3 separate regions of the Bombyx mori genome follow, and all the other regions are linked to region 1. Evidence: chromatin contacts called from public Hi-C data. All regions are on one chromosome and are shown on one strand. Each heading gives the region's core, a stretch centred on a gene start, on an enhancer-like site or on the middle of the called end of the contact. The rest is flanking DNA. Distances are from core to core; before and after follow the strand shown.

The links. Hi-C and Micro-C count contacts between places; a contact is called where the count stands out from the background.
Region 2: a contact with region 1 is called in a Hi-C map of whole pupa, with 3 times the contacts expected there. The contact joins two enhancer-like sites. A contact is called at or near these places in 3 of 7 Hi-C or Micro-C datasets (an unstated tissue and whole pupa).
Region 3: a Hi-C map of whole pupa shows a contact between it and region 1, with 4 times the contacts expected there. The contact joins the promoter of LOC101745975 here to the enhancer-like site in region 1. A contact is called at or near these places in 3 of 7 Hi-C or Micro-C datasets (an unstated tissue and whole pupa).

The regions. Positions count from the first base shown.
Region 1 is chr9:11,692,779-11,697,340 of ASM3026992v2, forward strand. It overlaps LOC101745975 (disintegrin and metalloproteinase domain-containing protein 10), which reads left to right. Exons shown (of 17, transcript XM_062670163.1): 10 at 1,841-2,052; 11 at 2,737-2,971; 12 at 3,548-3,665. Among protein-coding and RNA genes, the nearest start is that of LOC101746119, 15 kb to the right of the region's middle. Within about 2 kb of position 2,818, at least 4 of the 8 cell types and tissues checked have open chromatin away from gene starts, as enhancers often do.
Region 2 is chr9:11,648,271-11,652,344 of ASM3026992v2, forward strand. All of the region lies in intron 2 of LOC101745975 (disintegrin and metalloproteinase domain-containing protein 10), which reads left to right. Among protein-coding and RNA genes, the nearest start is that of LOC134199382, 14 kb to the left of the region's middle. Within about 2 kb of position 1,346, at least 8 of the 8 cell types and tissues checked have open chromatin away from gene starts, as enhancers often do.
Region 3 is chr9:11,630,521-11,634,839 of ASM3026992v2, forward strand. LOC101745975 (disintegrin and metalloproteinase domain-containing protein 10) reads left to right here and starts at 1,601. Exons shown (of 17, transcript XM_062670163.1): 1 at 1,601-1,786; 2 at 1,989-2,411. The coding sequence starts at 2,351.

The sequences.
Region 1 (4,562 bases), core at 1,568-4,067:
GAGACTCAACGATCTACAGGTGTTGAGAGCAGATCGCGGGCCCAAGGATTTTAGGGCCCACCCACTAAACGACTCCCCTGCACTCTTACACCCGACGTCCGATCTCCGTCCGGGGTCAGAACCCGTTCAGAGTAGGGGGGTTCCCGCGGTCAACACTACAACCAGACACGCGGCGCCACCCCGAGGACCTATTAAATATATTAAAAAGTTAATTACCTAACTTTAGGTAATTAACTTTTTAATATGTATCTTTAATGAGTTACAAAACTTGGAAGACTAAATTAAACTATTTAATATTCTTTTCTTATACACTAAATTAAAGTAATTTTGCAGTTCAACAAAGTTAAACCTAACAACTCAACAAAAGTATTGTGACATCCCAGATTTGTCCCTATTCTAACTAGTCTCTAGGTCTCCTACAAATAGATTCATTCCCAATATCTTCGTATTAGTTAATCTCAGAGTTTGCTAGATATTCCGGCGCCTTAGTAAGAGAAATCGACATAATTACTTCAGTGTGCCACATAGGGCACCGGTGTCCTACACGGCAGTCAAAGGGTTAAATAAGTTTCATTAAATTTTGAATGAATGAAAGAATACTGGCTATAGAGTTAGATCTGTTGGCATTGTTGTTATCTACGGTCTATAAAACTGATATAATAATACACTTAATGATATAGAATACTTCACAATGAATGAACAATAAAAGACTTGATTGCGTTTTCTGTGATATAATAAGAAAACAACATTTAAAGCCCTTAATCTCTTTTAAAATTAATATTTTAAGCAGTATTATTATGTTATACAAATCTGAATTTTCGTTTTATTGAATGACAGTTTTCAATGACTAAATGAAAGTGAAGAAAAATCCTGTTTAAAAACTAATGAGTTTTAATTAATAAAGGTTTTTTATTACGTATATATATTGTACAAGTGGTCCTCTGGTAGTCGAAATTCGACTCTAATTAATTAAAATTATAAGTTTGTAACACTATTATGATTCTATTGTCAAAGATTAATAAACTTCTATAATCATAGATTTCGCCAAGAGTATGTACACTTTAGACAAATATTAATAAAGACAAACCATATTTAATCTATTCTTAATTTGACTATAAGCAATAAGAAAAGTTTGATAATAGTATGCATGCGTGTGTCAAATACATGGTAGTCTGTATAATGTTTTTTTATCGATTTAATGTATTGTTTATGCATAACGAAAAAATAAAATTACATTCTGCACTCCTTCTCTATATTCTCTATAAGTGTGGGAAATTTCATACTACTCTGTCCGCGCAATTTTCGTAAAAAGGGGTACAAGGTTTTTGCTTCACGTATTAATGTATAGATATATATTCGACGTCATCCAAAGCACGTCATTATGGATCCTCCCGATCCATTGGCGGTGCTTTTAGGCACCACAAGCACCGGTCACCGTCCTCGTCGAACCCGTCGCTTGCGACGAAGGGCTCGACGAGCGAATTAACCCATAGACACAGCCCACTGAGTTTCTCGCCGGATCTTCTCAGTGGGCCGCGTTTTCGATCCGGTGGTACAGCCCACCTGGTGTTAGGTGGTTACTGGAGCCCATAGACATCTACACCGTAAATGCGCCACCCACCTTGAGATAAGTTCTAAAGTCTCAAGTATAGTTACAACGGCTGCCCCACCCTTTAAACCGAAACGCATTACTGCTTCACGGCAAAAATAGGCAGGGTGGTGGTACCTACCCGCGCCGACTCACAAGAGGTCCTACCACCAGTAATGAAAGCTGAAATAGCCTCTCAAGGCTATCAGCATAAGACACCAAAAAAAAAAAGATATATATTGTATGTGGCAGGTCTGGCGTGGGTGGCGAGCGCGAGCGGCGCGTCGGGCGGCATCTGCGAGAAGTACAAGACGTACACGGAGACGATCGGCGGCATGTACCAGAGCACCAAGCGCTCGCTCAACACGGGCATCATCACGTTCGTCAACTACAACAGCAGAGTGCCGCCCAAGGTCAGTCAGCTCACGCTGGCGCACGAGATCGGGCACAACTTCGGCTCGCCGGTATGTATGCGCACCTCATTCACATCCAGCTTTCCTATGACCAAACAAACTCTCTCTGTGCGACGTATTCCTTAGTTCTGAGGGTCGTGACCTTTACTGAGCACTTTTGTTAGGACTATGTTCCTCCATTCACTCCTGTCCTCCGCGCTGTGGATAGCGACATTGATGACATGACCAAACACTTCACCTCATATTTCCGTTAGTAAAACGTATATTGATCTCATAATTTTAAAGTAGTTTAATTAAGACCTCTCTACTTGTACAGTTTCATCAAAATAGCTTAATTGGTTTGGGCTGGACAATGTAAAGAGGCGTTTTTGAAACAAGAAACTTAACTCTGATTTTCGGCACGGTTATAGACACTACTGGAACCAGGTTTTTTTTATTGCATGTTTGTGTGGAGGAGCTCACAGCCCACCTGGTGTTAAGTGGTTACCGGAGCTCTACAATGGCATCATCCACCTTGAGATATGAGTTCTAAGATCTCAATATAGTTACAACGGCTGCTCCGCCCTTCAAACCGAAACGCATTAGTGCTTCACGGCAGAAATAGGCAGGGTGGTGTTGCGGACTCACAAGAGGTCTTACCACCGCTTTTACATGGTGTAGTAATCTTCACGAGTTCGTCCGCGCTAATTGTCTTTAGCTTGGACCACGTCTTACCCTGCCGGTGTTTGTTGTCAGCACGACTACCCCTCGGAGTGCCGGCCGGGGGGCCAGCAGGGCAACTATATAATGTTCGCGTCGGCGACGTCCGGCGACCGGCCCAACAACAGCCGGTTCTCGTCGTGCAGCACCGGCAACATCAGCGCCGTGCTGGACGCCGTCAGGGACGGGCGCAAGCGGAACTGCCTCACCGCCAGCGCCGGCGCCTTCTGCGGGAACAAGATCGTGGAGCACGGCGAGGAGTGCGACTGCGGTGAGACACGTAGACTAAATTGAATTGTATTACCGTTTCGAAGTCACGTATAGGGACTTATTTTTCTACTAGCGATCCGCCCTCGTTTCGCTTCGGAAACTGTAATTTATTATTGATTTCTCCACTATTTAATGGATGTTATTATACATATAAACCTTTCTCTTCATCACTCTATCTATTAAAAAAAACCACATCAAAATGATTGCGTAGTTTTAAAGATTTAAGCATACATAGGGATATAGGGAAAGAGAAAGCGACTTTGTTTTATACTATGCAGTGATTATCATATACATAGATGGGTCAACGATGGGCGTCTGGTGTTGTGATTTTTCGGAGCCCGTAGACATAACGACTTAAATGACGTCAACTTGAGATCGAATTTTCGATTGTGTATGCACATATTCGAACTGGTCCCAGGGCAGAAATAGGTATACCTACCAGTCGAGACTACTATATAAGTATAGCACTTGAACAATTTGAATTTTCATATAAAATACAAATGCCTGTTCGTTCTCGTGTTGGATGTATAGTAAAATGTTCGCTTACGACACCCCCCAACCCCCCACCGCCCCTCAGGCTACGACGACATCGAGTGCACGGACCGGTGCTGCTACCCGCGCCAGGTCGGCGCCTACGACCGCGAGAGGAACGTCACCGCCAAGGGCTGCACCAGACGCGCCGACACAGAGTGCAGGTACCCACACCGGGCGGGAGGGAACCGACCTTTGTTTCGACACGGACGTAAAGCTTACAGACCTATCTTTATTGCAGTAGTCCGAGGTCCACACTTTTTTCTACCTAATCTGGTAGCTTTTTTTAATGGATTTTATGACTGTGTAACTAAGACCTTTAGGCCATGTCTTATTTATATAAAAAATTATAATATGGAGTGAAAAGAAATGAAGATGATTAATTTGAGACGTTAATCAACTGTGATGAAATTAAATGAAGTGAGATGAGATGATATTATGGGATGAAATATAATCTCAGTAATACGGTGGTCAATTTATGAGATTTTTTTCAGTGGACTTTTTGGAGGATCCCAAGATAAAAAAAATTATTGCTTAGATGGGTGGACGAGCTCACAGCCCACCTGCTGTTAAGTGGTTACTGGAGCCCAAAGACATCTACAACGTAAATGCGCCACCCACCTTGAGATATAAGTTCTAAGGTCTCAGTATAGTTACAACGGCTGCCCCACCTTTCAAACCGAAACGCATTACTGCTTCACGGCAGAAATAGGCGGGGCGGTGGTGCCTACCCATGCGGACTCACAAGAGGTCCTACCACCAGTACAAAGTTACGTCTAGCGGCTTTGTTTCCTCGCGTTCCCGCCAAAAAGTCTAAGATGGTAGTAACCTTGAGAGGCTATGTCAGCGTAACCTAACGACTAGGTGAGCGTTCGGGGCTCAGACTTGGGGGCGTTGCTAACACTAACCCTAGCAAAAGCAGTGCTACGCAGAATCTACCACCGGATCGAAAACGCAACCCCCTGAGAAGATCCGGCGAGAAACTCAGTGGGCTGTGTCTGTGGGTTAGAGCGGTGACCAGGCTTGAGGTACCTAAAAGCTCCGTTATTGGATCGGGAGAA
Region 2 (4,074 bases), core at 96-2,595, 46 kb before region 1:
TGCTTCGTGCGTACTTTTTGAGTGGAGAAAACGCGAGTGCAGCTGTACGTATGTACAGGGAAGACACCCGAACGCTCGACAGCCAAATGTGCGAACCGTGGTAAATGCTTACCAGCGTTTACTAGATCACGGTTCATTCCACGCACGGTCACCTACGTACGTCAAGAACGAGGAAGACCGGCGTTGTCACAAAATCTGTACGACGATGTACTAGCGTATTTTGAAGAGGATCCCCGGCGCAGTCCAAATGACGCTGACCGACGATTTAACATCAGCCAGTCCTGTGCCTGGAAGATTATTAATAAGGCTGGATTACATCCATATCACTACAGGAAATCTCAAGAATTAACGCCCATGGACTTCTTTTTGTGGAGTGAAATTAAGAGACGTGTGCACAGAAGCGAGCGAATTAGGCTCGAACGATTAAAACAGCGCATATTGGACGCTATTCACGAAGTGAAAAGACAGAGAAGCGTACTTCTCTCGTTAAAAACAATTTAAATAAACGAGCCTGTCTGTGTATTAACAATAGTGGCGGACATTTCGAAGGACAATTGAAATACTTGTAAGTTTAGTAAATAATACCTATGTAAATAATTATTGTAAATAGCACCTGATTCTAACTTCATAAATATGCCAAAATTTCTCTTTTCTTTTAGTACAGAATACCTTATTTTATTGTAATATTTGTTTATTGTTTTCTAATCACATACGTATTTAATTAATTGTAAAAAGGTAATTTTGCCGGTCCTAAGCCCGGATGAATATGACGGAGAGGTTAGAATTTAGAAAATTAAATAAAGTAGGTAACTGCATCACATGTTCTTTTGTTTCATTTTATTGTCTAAGGCCATCTACGTCACAAGTGCGACAGTACGAATGCGAATGAGTAGGACGGAATACCATCAATGAAGTTCAATGAACTAATGAATGGATTGTAAAGTAATATGTCCATGATTTCAGTGAGATTTTTTACAATAAACAAATGATAATAACTTTGCTATTTAAAGGTATTATGAGATTTTTCCGTCACATATATGATAATAATGTCTTCCCTAATATGCCCTTAAAATTTTTGTACTAGTTATAAAATAATGGTGTATACGAAAAAATACAAATTTGGATACAAAATTCAAGTATTCTCTGTAAAATGAATACCTACTACTCTTTATAAAATACATGAATTTGTTAGCGTGAAAATGCACTCAAGGCAACGCGTCTATTTTAGAACATAATATCAAAATCATTCAAAATGGGTCGAACGGCAAACCACGAGATCGGTCCGAGACGGTGAGTTCAGCGAGGTGACGCATCGGGACAACGAGCGAGTTGTGACGAGTTGGTTCGTTGAACCGAGGCCACGAACGTGACGTATGTGTGTGTCACTTAAAACATTGTTCGCGCCCGCGTCCGTCGTGGCGGCGTCGCTTCGAACTACCAGTTGCTAGTTAATTGTTACATGTAGGTATTAAGCTACTACTACTATACATTCGCACGATACATTTCCGACTCCTGTCAATGTATGAAAATGAGAAACACATTTTATTTTACCACTATTAATATGTATTAATTGGTCCGGGCCAGTGTTTTAAGCCTCCATTCGACGGTACATTTGTTTTTTTTTAAATATGAAATTGATAAAATTAATATAGTAGAAATGGTGTAAGTATACAAATTGTATAGATTTTATGGATATTAAAAGATCAACGATAAGAGCCTATTTTTATAATAAACAGTTACATCAAAATAATATTGAATGTAAGTGTACAGCGCGACATGATTGGCAAAGAAAGTATGTAACAGATTGCTGTTTATAATAAATACTCCCATTATTAGCATTAACAGAAGAGGCGAGTTAGGGTTTTTTGTGCTATGCGGACGCTAAAAATATATCCTCTGAATTGAAATACAGTTGTATCATTATTTGCAGGAACTAGCTAACGATCTCTGCAGTTGAGTTACGATTGTAACAAGCTCGTAAAAATATAGTGATAGGTAGGATTTCTGTGACTTGTTCTCTTTGACCGACTCGGCTTAGTAAAGCAATAAAAACCAGCCTGCATACACACGTGTTTGCTATGCTGTGTTTTTAATAGATTGCACTGAAAATGTGTACACAAAATTATGTCGTTTTCAGGGTTTTACGAAACAAAGACGTCAACGGTTCTTTTAGTGGAATTAGAAGTTAGATATAATACAGCAATTGGAATTATCTGACTATTTAACGTACAACTAACTTTTTTGTCATCGCCAGCTGCTTTGTTAGCAGACGTAAAATAGAACGTCCTTTACAAATATACGTAGGTCCAACCAAGAGAATGCCTTGAAGGTTTCTGAAATGATCATTTTGAATTTAAATAGTGCAGCGAATATATTTTTTCTTTTTTTTTTTAATTGTTTCTCGTATTGCACGTTTTTGAACATCTGATAAAAAAATGCATGTTTGTTCTGAATGCAAATAAAGCAGTCGTTACGGCTTTAGGTCTATTCAATTTGTCTTACCTTGTAATAAACTCGCTGACCCCAATGTCCTTGTAATTAACTCTCCTAATACCAGTACAATTAGAAGCTGGCGTTACAATACGCTTTAGACTCTCATGATCGTTTGCTCTCTGTACACTCTTAAATACGAATAAAATAGAAGTACTAATGTCAGTTTCAGAATTCTGAATTCGTTATGTAATGATTTTTCATCACGAAATAAATGCAAGGAAAGCTTTGCCACGGGGTATATCATAAAAAACCCTAGAATATAGTATTTTGTTTCGAATAAAGAATAACTGTTTTGGTATCATAGTGAGAACAGTGCCATTGTCTGATAAAAATAATTCCATTATAGATTTACAACAAGCTTATGTGAATTTACTTTGACTGAAGCAAATATTTAACCTGATAATTTTTGTTTATATAGCAGATTCCAAAATCGTAAGCAAGCTTGATTTTACCTATCTTTTGTTTTATTTAAATTTAGACATTAAACCAATCTCCTTGTTACCTTTTTAAACATTAATATTTATGCGTCAAGGTAACACAATGTAGTTTTAGTATCATAGGGCAATTAAAAAAAGTATAATTAATAACGATCAATTGTATGCTGATTAAAAAAAACTACCTTCAGTTTTCATTTATTTTAAATTAGCCTGGCATTAATTCGGGCTCATTTTTCACTTAAAAGACAAAGGCAAAGTCACCAAATGAACAACAATGGTATTTATGTGAATACTAAAATTCAAGCAATTCATTTTTAATTTCAGTCAAGTTCAAATTACCGACCGATATATTATACCGTATGTTCGTCTGCCTACAAGGGCTATAAAAAAAAAAAAAAACTTCAATGTGATGGTTGAAAAATCTGTCCGGAGACTTATTACTTCGTAAAAGTGTATACATAATATTACATAATTCAATCGAGCATTTAATTTAATCGACTATCTTATTTACGTTACTGGGAGTAGGGTAGAGCATACTTTACCCATGAACATAATCCACTGGGTTTCTCGCCGGATCTTCTCAGTGGGTCCGGGTTCCGATCCGGTGATAGATTCTGCGAAGCTCTGTTCTTGCTAAAGTCAATGTTAGCAAACTTACAAGTTTAGTTCGTGAGCTCGCCAGTCACTTAGACTTCCAAAGATTAGGTAGGAAAAAAGTATACTTTATTATGGACCAAAATATAATTTACTTGGAAATTAATCGATAGTCAGGTCTAATTTCTTCAATAGGCGACATACTAAAAAAATGCAGTAAAGCGCTTATCGGAGATCATAGACACCACAACGTGATTACTTCGCAGTACAAATAGGTATGATGGTGGTGGTGTCTACCAGTACGGACTCACAATAAGCTCTAGAATCGATGAATGAAATTAACATTTATCAATAATCAATAACTTTCCACTAGAACCATACGAAAGCAAATTATTTTAAATCATGTATTGCTGACATGCAAAATCATGTGACTGGCGTGAATAGCTAATATTTTTGAATACGTTTTAGTACTTACTAGGTGTGCTCGCGGTTACACCATACTTATGTCATATGATTTTTTTTTCACCTTTAAAACATATACGAGTCATCA
Region 3 (4,319 bases), core at 351-2,850, 63 kb before region 1:
GCCAAGTAAACGATATGATGATTTTTAAAAGTTGCTACACTGATTTTATAAAGTTGTCGTTTGTCGCAAAACATAAAGATATGGCGTAGTTCAAAGCCATCAGCCCATTTCTAGCATGCTAAATGTTATCGTATTTTGAGTGCGTGTTTTTCTTAGACTATAACAATCTATTTTAATTGTTTTGCTGACTCTAAAGTCCGTAACATACTACCGCAGCGCACCCCAAGGAAGGTGCGCCGCACCATTTGAATCACTTTCGCTTGAGAGTGATTCAAATTTTAAACTTATCAAGGGACCGCGTGAAAAAAAAAACACCTACAGAACATTTATTCATTAATTACAAACGTCATTCCTTGTGACTTCCTCTCTAAAATCACTTAATTATTAAATATTTAACAAATTTACAATAGTGTTTTACTCACTGCGGAATAAAACTATTTTACTTAAATAGTTCCGAAGAGATTTTGTCGGTAGCCTTTTTCCCGAAATATCTAAACAGAATGTCTAAATATGTTTTGATGACATATTTTAAAGTGGTATTTATGATTAGTGTCATGATCAATAGATTCCGACCGAAAAATGGATTTTTCGGATGAGGGCTCCATAATGAATTTAAATACATATAGATAATAGTTTTAGGGCATCGACTTTCTTGAGATTCTATAAAATACGTTTTAATTAGTATTTTTGTATGTTTTAAGCATGATAAATTATGAAATTTTATATAATCAATCATATTAAATCGATATCAAAGTCAATAAATAATGTACAACCCAAAACAGACGGCCGAACTGACGTGACAATGACATTTGGCGCGCTAAACATGGCGGATTTTCGGCCTCATTAGACGGAGACAGAGATATTTACGTATATTCATGTTTCATTTTATGTACGCACTGAAATACTGTTATATTGTTTTCCTGCGAGTTAAAGTGCTGAGTAAGAACGAGATAGATATATGTTTATGTATGTGCCTTCAAAATGGGTGCTATTTATATAAGTAATTGTACGTATAGAACAATATGTCGTGTCCCTACTATATAGGTCTATGAATAATTATCCTTAGGGATATCTTTTTTTTTAAGGAATTTTATGACCAGGTAACTAAGACCTTTAGGTCATGTCTTATTTTAATTTATATTCTTATTTATAAAATTATATTTTATATATGATTATTTATGATATTATGGAGTAAAACGAAATGAAATGAAGATGATTAATTTAAGACATTAATCAGCTAGGATGAAATCAGATGAGATGATATGGAATGACATATAATCTCAGTAAAATGGTGGTCATTTACTAAGATTTTTTCAGTGGACTTTTTGGAGGATCCCGAGAAGTTACGTCCAGCGGCTTTGTTTCATTTTCCCACATTTGTGTACTTTCACAGATATTAAGCAGTTAATAAACCATCATTATTACACATTTAAACCCGAAGAAACACTAAATAGACAAAATAAAACAAATCACAACTTCACTCATCGCGTTCCCGCCAAAAAGTCCTTTAAGGGCGTCCTAGTCGATTTTAGTACAGACTATAAACAGTTTTCAACCATCATCACTTATCAGTAACGTACCTGCCTAATCAACGTGGAATTCGACTCAGCGTGTAAATAACATAGTCTAGTAATGACTTTCGTTTAGGGTGCCTCTTTGCCCTCACTTAGTATCACAACACCGCAACCCGTGCGACCCACCGCAAGCCATGTCTTTGAAGGTTCTAGTATTCAAAAAATACATAAACATGCATTGCGCAACACTCTTAAAGAACTTCAAGAGGAAGGTCTCAGAATGTTTTTTATTCTTAATTTGTGGGGCACGCCGTCAAATTAAAGAGTTCTCGTGAAAATTGTAATAGTCTATGATCTTAATCAAAACTGTTTTCAACATATATTTTATCTGTGCGATTCTGTGCCTATTTTCCAATATGTCAGGCATCGGGGGAGTCGAATATTTATTTTAATTTGTTTTAATTTTAATGACAGAAGTAGATAAATATGTAATAAATTTAAGTTTAAAAAAAAAAGTGGAATTGTTATCCGTTAGCTAAATACATAATATAGAATAGTTGAATTGTTTCTGTTAAATGCAAATAGTATACGTTTTGTGTTGATATTTATTGTTTCGTGAAGTTGTCTCCCCTCAACAATGGTGTAATGATTTCGATGGTTACAGTAAACGGACAATAGTGGTGTTTATAAGTTTTAATGTAATGTAAATAAAAAATATTGTTCATACGCGCATGCGTTCATCTCGAAAACAGACAAAGGTTTTGTGTGTGGTTTTGAAAATCAGCTGTATTTTATGTGCAATGAGTTAGCGAATCAAAAAGTGTTCAAAAGTTACAATGTTTAGTGAAATTGGATACATTACATTTCTTCTACTTGCTTTACCATACATTGAAAGTGGTGAGTACATTCTTTTTTACATTCCTGTACAGATCATTTACCACAACAGGCCATTGCCAACTCAATACCTACAAAATTTCATACCTAAAACTCATTAGTAGTAATCTGTTCCTATTTATCATTTGTAATTAAAATTACAACTAATATAAAGTCAAAAACCAAGATTTTTAATTTAGACTCAATATTATCTTATTTTATGCCTCAAAATCCTTCTCAGAAAAATCACATAATAATTGTCATTCTCATCAAAAAAATATCTCAAAAAAATATGCCAACTCTGAATTTTACCATAATTTAAGTATTAAACTGATGAACTACTACTAGAATATTATTACCTGATTTGAAGAGAAAATGAAAGCTAGAAAAATATATAAATAAAATAAAACTATGACTATATACATTTAAGATTCTGATTTTAAAAAGCCACAAGTATACTTATTACAATGTATCTAGTTGAATTCATTTCTACAATACATTTATTTAAACCTAGGTTATTAATTTCTTTTTGTTTCAAAAAAAGTTCCATATTCAATTGTCCCATAAAAAACAAGCACATTCCATTGTGTTTTCAATAATACTGATTTGAGAACACTGAAGCCTATTGCTTTAAAACCTTGACAATCAACTAACTTTTACTAAAATACTTTCTTCTTTCTATATTTTTAATTAATTTATATTTTATAGACTCTAATAGTATGTTAACAAATTAGTAAAAAAGAACTTATCACATATATTACTTTACAGGAATTTGATTTATGAAACCATATTTGCTGGTATTTTCGTTCTTTGATATTAGTTGAGATGTGAGTAAAAAGAGACAAAGACAAAAAATAATTTAGAATTCTATAAAGTGTTTAAGGTCTTTCAAAGTATTGCTTTGTGTTCAAAACACTCTCAAAAACACTTACCTTATACTTTTAAAGTAGAATGGATAAAATCCCTGAAATGGGTTAATAGTGGGTAGAAAGCTTATCACGTTTGAAAGAAGAAGTATGAAAATCAATTTCAAAGCCTCTATTATAAGGTTTAGGGATAAATACTACAGACCATACATATATAACTACTGTGATTTACTTTCAACTAAATTCAATTCAATTCTCAATTACCCCTGCAAACTTGGGATTGGGTTGTAAAATTTTCCATCAAATACAAGCAATTTTTGATTTCAAGGTTAGTTAGAATATAACATTAATTTAAAATTTTGCACCTTCATAAGAGTTTTTTAACTGTTACTAAAACTATTGTGTGATCTTGGTAGGCGAACCTACCTGATGTGAGTGTACCATTCATGGATTTAGATCATACATTTTAAATTACTAAGAATTCAGTCATTATAATATACAAAACTAAACTTTCGCATATAAGGACTTGCTAAAAATGTTCTTCCTGTTAAGCCTAAAATCAGTTCTGATTGTAATATCTATCATAAATCTGTGGTCGTAGTTACCTAGATTCGCTTAAAAATATTTGGTGGCCTTTTTGATTGTCTAGCAACAATGAATGTACACTGGAATTGATGTTCATTCATCTATCAAAAACTTTTGTTTTAAATTGGATAAATTGCGCAATTTTGTACAATACGACATCTTGCACATTCAAGGGTAATGAGTCATTCCTAGAGCTATGTAATCGAAATTAGGAGCTGTAATACCATTTTAGTGGTTCAGATTGAATTTTTAATTTCAATTATTGCTCAGTTGGGTGGATGAGCTCACAGCCCGCCTGGTGTTAAGTGGTTACTGAAGCTCATAGATATCTACAGCGTAAATGCGTCACCCACCTTGAGATATAAGTTTTAAGGTCTGAAGTATACTTACAAAGGCTGCCTCACCCTTCAAACCGGAATGCATTACTGCTTCACGCAGAAATGGGCAGGGTGGTGGTACCCGTGCGTACTCACAAGAGGTC